2 separate regions of the Rattus norvegicus genome follow, and region 2 is linked to region 1. Evidence: chromatin contacts called from public Hi-C data. All regions are on one chromosome and are shown on one strand. The core of a region is the stretch at or near the end of the contact, and the rest is flanking DNA. Distances in the headings are between cores, read along the strand shown.

Region 1 (3,558 bases), core at 345-2,844:
AGATGGCTCAGCGGTTAAGAGCACCCTACTGCTCTTCCAGAGGTCATGAGTTCAAATCCCAGCAACCACATGGTGGCTCACAACCATCTGTAAAGAGATCTGATGCCCTCTTCTGGTGTGTCTGAAGACAGCTACAGTGTACTTATATATATAATAAATGAATAAATCTTTTAAAAAAAAAAAAAAAAGCAAAAATGTTTCCCAATGTTATGCTTCCCTCCTGGCACCAAAGGGAACTTGACTTTGCCTTTGGTGCTAGGTTAAACCGCGGTGCTTTAGCCTTTCAGTTTCCCTAACAAGTTCCATCTCAAGGCTCATTTACTCCTCCAATCAAAGGAGGAAGTCAAGTGCTCTTTGGGTCAGTAAAGGGGAACTGTTAGCTGGATAGGCAAACTCAATTGTCTGCAAACAGCTTTGGTGAGCCTTGTAACCCAGCCTAAGGCTGTCACTCTTACAGATGTCCGCTACATAGTTACCTTAACTTCCAATGTTTGTTCTCTGAAAACCTTAAAACTTGAAAACCAACCAACAGTTACTGAGAAGACCAAATTATTATAAAGCCTAGAGTACTCATTACACATTCTCGTTCTTGCTCGGATTCTTTTAAGTCAAATACAGGATTTCAAAGGAGGAAACAAAAATGATTATTTAGGCTTCACGGGCTGTTTAAACCTGTGCAACCAAAAGGGCGTGCTTGCTTTCACAAGAAAGGATCCTGTCAGCAACCAGCTAATTAATCAACACTGTCCAGACTTCAAGGATTATAAAACAAAACAAAAAGCAAAGTTTGCGTATCCCGTTTCTCATCCTGAAAAGACACACAGGATAGCGGACGAGTTGATCTAACACGTGGATGACAGAAACAATGCGGGGCAATCTAAAGCAAATAATCCGGACAGAGGCCAGGGAGGCAGGAAGGAGCGGCAGGAGGAACACAGCACGGCTGGAGAGGTTCGAGCCCAGGAATGGGGAATAGGGAGCCAGAATTCAGAGCCGGCTGCTGGGGAGGGGAGTCTGCGCCCAGGGATGTCCCGTGGAAGCTGCAGGACCAGGTTTCCTGCTCTCTGGCTCTGGAGCGGCAGGCTGGCCAAGGGGGCTGGGAAAGGCCGGTGGCCCCGGCGCACGGCGCGCACTCACCCCTGGTCCCTCTCCGACGCGGTAGGTGAGCTCCAGCCGGAAGCGCTCGGCGGCACAGCAGGGCTTCGGAAAGACCACGCACAGGGCCTGGCCATAGTGCGAGAAGGGCTGTGTGTGGAAAGGCACGGGCTCCGTGAGCTGCTGCTGGTCTCCGGGCTGCCCCCGCAGCAGGGTCGCCGCCATCACCTCCAGGCAACTGTGCGAATCGAGCCGCAGCTCCGAGGCGCCCTCCGGCAGCAAGCAGCGCAGTTCCAGCGTCGCCTTGCCGTTCAGTCCGCGGCTCCCCGGACCCGGGCCCGGAGGCCCGAACTCGGCCCGCAGGTCCAGGTGCAGGTGCAGGATCTCGAAGGCGCGGAAACTGGAGGCCGAGGCCACGTCCACGGCTTGTGCCGAGTGAAGTGGCCGCCGGGCCGCGCTGTGGCAGCTGCTGGGTCCGCTGCTCTCCATGGCTCTTAGAGCGGTTGCTCACCCGCCAGGAAGGCCGGTCGCTCCTCGGGTCCTGGCAGGCTCCGCCTCGAGGCGACGCGCCACCATGCGCCCCGCCCCCGAGGAATGCAAGCGGCCACCGCTCCTAATCCCCTGGGGTTGTCTCCTCCCTTGTGGCGTGCAACCCTTCTTCAAGCTTCACACAGGTTCCCCCTCCCCCACCCCCTGCTGTGGTAGATCGCCCATCAGTCGAGGTCAGCCTTACGGATTCCCCATCCTCTAAGCAGTCAGCAGGCTGCAAGGAGAACAGAACCTGGATGAAAGGGTTCTGGAAGGACCTTTTTTATTATACTTTTGTGTCAGGACCAGAGACATTTTGTTGTTCTGTCGTTATATATCTATAGGTTCCCACCCAGCTTAAATTTAGTTGTTTCTATTTAAAAAAAAAAATGTGGATGGGTGTTCTCCAGCGTGTATGGATGCCCAGTGGCCGCAGATGCCAGAAGAAGAGAGTCAGAGTCTGACACTGGAGTTTCAGACCTTATAAGTTGTCATTTGGGTGCTGGGAACCAAACCAGGCCCTCTAGAAGAGCAGCAAAGTATTCTCAACCGCTGGGCCATCTCTCTACCCTAAAGTTTATATTTCTAAATGAGTTCATTAAGACTGGGCTAGTTAAGCTCACTAGTTTTTGAAATCATGTAACTTTTTTTTTTATTATGTTACTATGTAGCCCAGGGTAGTCTCAAACTAGCCGTCCTCCATCAGCATGAGGAAGATTACACCCCTCCTAGATAATATTTATCAACGCTGGGGATCAAATCCAGGGTCTTACATACCCTAGGCAAGCACTCTGCCATTGAGCCACACCCTCATCCCTGCACTAAAATGCTTTGCGGCCCATGGCGTGTTCTTATTTCCCTTCCATGGCTCAGTTTGACTAGACACACCTCTACATTTTGTTTCTTTTCTGTGCCGGTGCCTTGCAGTGGCCACAGATGAAGACGTTAAATGTAGCCACTTCCTAGGGATGGAAACTTTTCAGTCCTAAAGAAGAGAGGTCATGCAACTTAGGTAGCTCAGAACGTGACAGGGTTCACAAGGTTACAGAAATAGGAACCAGGCAGGGAGAGGACACTCTTTCCTGTGGAGCTATGGGTAAGTTTGTTCGGTGGTCTGCAGTACCCCTAGCCATAGTGAACAGATGTTCGTTCATGTCTTTGGAGGATAACAACGCTTAGAATGTAGTATGTCTCTATCCAAAGATGAAATTTCCCCCAGGAACTGGGATGGAACCCACACACTCACTCATGCTAGGCAAATGATTTACCACTGAACTATAACCCAGGCCCTCTCCCTCTTCTCACCAATGCAGGCCTGACTGGCCTAGACTTGCAGCCTCAAACTCAGAGATCTATTTATCTCTGCCTCCTGACTGCTGTGATTAAAGTCTTAACTCATCATACGTGGACCTGGCTTTTTTTCTTTCTTTTTTTTTTTTTAAGATTTATTCATTTATTATATACAAGTACACTGTAGCTGTCTTCAGACACACCAGAAGAAGGCATCAGATCTCTTTACAGATGGTTGTGAGCCACCATGTGGTTGCTGGGAATTGAACTCAGGACCTCTGGAAGAGCAGTCGGGGCTCTCAACCACTGAGCCATCTCTCAAGCCCTGGCTTTTTTTCTTAATGCAGTAAAAATCATAGAACCAGGGACGTTCCCGTAACATGCTATGTAAGCTTACCAAGAAGCTGGCGCTGGAAACTTGACCTCTCCACTTCAAACCCAAACTTGTTTAAGATGTCCTCCGAATTCCCCATCCTGGGTCAGGCTGCCACAGCCCCACCTTCATCCCCCATTATATAAAGGGGAGAAAGAAAACAGTAAGCTGCTAAAGTTATTAAAAACACTGAGTTCCCGAACAGCTTGAAAGTAAGTTTCTTCCTATGGAAGTTACTATTGTTTATTCCATGGGATAAAAATTCCCGGGGT
Region 2 (3,698 bases), core at 490-2,989, 400 kb after region 1:
AGGATTTGTTCTTGCATCCAAAGTCCATAGCACAGCCAGAGAAACTACATTCTGACAGAGAATTTATCTAGAAACCCGCCCCTGGGTAAAGCACATCTCAGGAGATATCCATATGGCTGCCGTTCTCTTCCCAGGGTAAAAGGATGCACCAACCAAAGCAGGATGAAAACAGTGAGTAAGAGGAGGAATGGGTATCTTTGTCCTGAGGGAAGCCAACGTCTCTGGAGTGATCATCTGCGAAGTTCTCCTACTGCATCACAAGTGAGTGACAGGGGTGCCAAAAGCCCAGGGATTGAAGTAGGTGGCAGTGCCAAAGTCTGTATGAGCCCACAGCCTTTGTCGGGAGAACTGGCCACAGGCTTCTCAGCATTGAATTTGAACCAGCCAATGGTATCCCAATGGCTGAAACAGGAAGCCAGATAAACAGTGTGTTATCAAGGGGGGATCCAGCACTTCCCTTAAGCCGGCGCCAGCTGCGCTCTCCGACCGACCGTCCTAACAAAGTCCCATTGAGTCACCAGCTGATTTTCCTGTGTTCAGCTCTGGGGGACAAGGGACTCTCTTTGCTGGATGGACATTACTCTAGTGCACTGCCCGAGCCACTCACCACTCAGGTCCGCCCCAGTTCCTTCCTTCCCTTTTTGCCATCAGCAGACTTGGCCCACTCTCTATCCTATGGCCAGTTCTGGTAGACTCTGAAGATTAAAAGGGACCACAAAAGCCCAGGCACCGCGCTCGCACCCTCAGGTGAGCATCTCTCTCACATTTTCCCAGCTTCTCTTTTCTCCTCCCTCCTCTCTCCCACGAGATGCTCTTTCTGCTCCCGGACGTCCTGGGCAGACGCCAGAAGAAACAGCCTTGAAGAGGGCGCTTCTCCGCATAGCCGCCCCCCCTCCGGTGCAGGGGGATGGTAGTGGTGGCTGGGCAGTGCACATTTCTGGAACAGCCTAGCCAGGTCACCTGCCCCAGCTCTTCTTTTAGCTCCTTCTGGGATGTTCAGAGTTAACTATCTGCTTCAGAGTGGGTGGTGGTGGTGGTGGTGGTGGTGATGGTGGTGGTGGTGGTCTGTCTTGACTACGTATGTCAGGAGGTATCTCTCTGTGTGTCTCTGTCTCTGTGTGTCTCTGTCTCTGTGTGTCTCTGTCTCTGTGTGTCTCTGTCTCTGTCTCTGTCTCTCTGTGTGTGTGTGTGTGTGTGTGTGTGTGTGTGTGTGTAATAACACAGCATTTAGTGCCTTTGATTGCAGGAACTTAGCGCACTTTAAATGGCAGGTATTTCTTAGGAAGGGAAACTGAAGCTCAGAGGGTTGTAGTTAGATGGTCGCATTGTCAACCCTAGGACAGTCACAAGGTCCAGCTGCCCCGTCTAGGCTCTCGGGCGAAGCCACTAGCATCCCGGTTACTATCCCGCGCTTCTCCTGCGCCAGCCCGCAGCCTCCCTCGGGCACCAGACTCTCCTCCCTTGGGCTGACTCCAGCCCTTCCAAGTGCAGAGCTCAGCGCCGCCGCCTCGCCCGCCCCGTGCGGGCCACTCACCGGAGCGACTCTGGTCCCGGGTTGTGGGTCCGCGCCGCCGCTGTTCAGAGTCGCGCATCGCCCGAGCAGCGCAGTGCCGAGCGTCTTCTCCTTGCGACCAGAAAGTTTCCCGGGGATTCCCGGGGCCCAGCCGGCTCCCCGCGCGAGTCTCAGCCCGCGCCGCGCGCTCCGGCCTCCAGCCTCTCACTAGGGCGGTCGCGGGCTCCGGCTCTACTACGAGAAGGAGGCGGCATCCTGAACAAAGTGCCGTCCCCCGGGCCGGGCGGCCAGGGGCGGAGCCTGGTGACCCGCTGCCCTAGGCACACGCCGGCTGCCTCGGCGGAGGGCCGAGCCAGGAGCGCCCGCGGCTGGGGGTGGGCGGGAGGGGAGGCCCGGCTACGGATCGCCCTCGCTTTCCTCCCTGCACTGTGCCAGCTTAACCCGCAGAGGGGCGGAGGCATGGGTCCCTTCCAGACTTTGTCATTGGAAAGCTATTCCCGTAACCCTTTCCTGCGTTAGCCTTCCTGCCCCGCCTCTCCAGCCGGCCGGCCGCAGAAAGGCGGCTGCTGCGTGGCGGGGGCTACGCCGGGAGTTGTCAGGACAGGAAACCTTAGCACAATTGAGCCTTTCCTTTACAGGAGGACCCGCCACCATCACTTCCAGGAGAGGTCCTCCAGCCCAGGTCCTCTAACTACCTCAGTTGTTCCAGAGAAAGGTGCAGATGGATCGACGAAGAGTCCTAACCTGCTTCTGGAGCCGCCCATCCATTTCCGTCCACTTTGGGACCCTGCAAGGGTCATGCTGTCTGATCTGGAACCCTTGGGTGAGAGGTAACAGGAAGTCCGGGAAGTTATCTAGCAAATAGTAGAGGTTCAACTGAACCTTGCAGAGAAGTGGGAGGAAGAAGAGAGGAGAAATTACAAGATGGTACCCACATCCTTGTGCAACTATCTTCAATCTTGAGATGGGGCTGAGCTTAAGGCGCTTGCCTCCTGACTTGGGGCCTTCCAGACTGCAGCTGAGGCTGTGCGTGACACAGAACACCTGCCACCAGGGACTCAGGACCTGAGGATCTTACCCTCTCCCAGCTTCAGCCAACAATCAGGAAGACTGATTTATTTTCAAGGTGCTGGGGTTGGTGGTTGGGAGAGAAAGCAAAATGCTCTCTCCCTGGTCTGGGAACAGTCAGGATTAGAGCTCCAGGGTCTTGCCTGAGGCCCCACCTAGACACTCAGAGTCATAGGATAAGGGGAAGTAGGCAGTAGACAGGATCTTTCTCAGGTAGCCAGGGAAATGACTTTAATATGACTTTTGTCCGCGAATGCACATTGTCCTTTGGAGGGATGAGACAGCTGCAGAATTAATACCTCCCACAAGCCCCTTGCTCTGTGTGTAATGGCTAAAGGTGTGGGCTTTGAAGGCGCAGAGTTCAAGTCTGCTGCCCCCGGGTTTAACAAGTTCTTTTATCTCTGGCTACCTCAGTTTCCTACAAGAACGGTATGTCTTGTCTTCTAATAGTTCTGAAAGGATTAAAGGAGGTAGTGCAGGTGACGTGCTTGTGCCTGGCGTTAGTACATCGTCAATAAACAGAGTTTTAAGAGACTTCATTTAACTTGACACTCGTCGGTTGGAATTCTTGTACTTCTCAGAATACCCCCAGCCTGCGTACGGGTGCCTTGTTTTAAGAAGATGCCATTTTGTATGGGTGACACAGACCTGTACTCTCAGTACTCAGGAGGCTAAGGCAAAGGGATCATAAGTTTGAAGCCACCTTGGATTACACTGACTCTCTTTCCCCGGTGCTCACTGACAAGGGCTGCTGAGGTTTCTTGGCCCTGCAGTCCCAAGGACAAAAGACAGAAGTCGTGCAAATGGGCATCAGAAACCCAACTGCCCACTGACATTGAGATCGTGCATGGGGCCCTTGCGGCCACACTGGTAATGTCAACATGACTTCACTCCTTGGATGCTTCTCAGAGTGGAAAGGAAGGCCAACACAATACATTTGTGAGATTTCAGTCTTATATTTAGATCAATATTTCTCTCCGGTGATCCCCCCTCCCCCAACACTACTATGTTCCAAATGCTTCAAGCACACATCTCCAACAGTGAACTTGAGTTTGTGGGTAAACACAGGAGGATGCCTATAGGTTATGAAAGAGAAATAAGGGACCCGGTCTTGTTG

What was found. A called contact is a pair of places that touch in the nucleus more often than the background predicts.
Region 2: a Hi-C map of the A7r5 cell line shows a contact between it and region 1, with 2.9 times the contacts expected there. The contact joins the promoter of Nav1 here to the promoter of Rnpep in region 1. A contact is called at or near these places in 2 of 12 Hi-C or Micro-C datasets (the A7r5 cell line and frontal cortex).

The regions. Positions count from the first base shown.
Region 1 is chr13:49,268,036-49,271,593 of GRCr8, forward strand. Rnpep (arginyl aminopeptidase) reads right to left here and starts at 1,595. Exons shown (of 11, transcript NM_031097.2): 1 at 1,138-1,595. The coding sequence starts at 1,584.
Region 2 is chr13:49,669,265-49,672,962 of GRCr8, forward strand. It overlaps Nav1 (neuron navigator 1), which reads right to left and starts at 1,740. Exons shown (of 33, transcript NM_001427517.1): 1 at 1,535-1,740. It overlaps LOC102553722 (a long non-coding RNA gene), which reads left to right. Exons shown (of 3, transcript XR_010057209.1): 1 at 1-747; 2 at 2,152-2,336.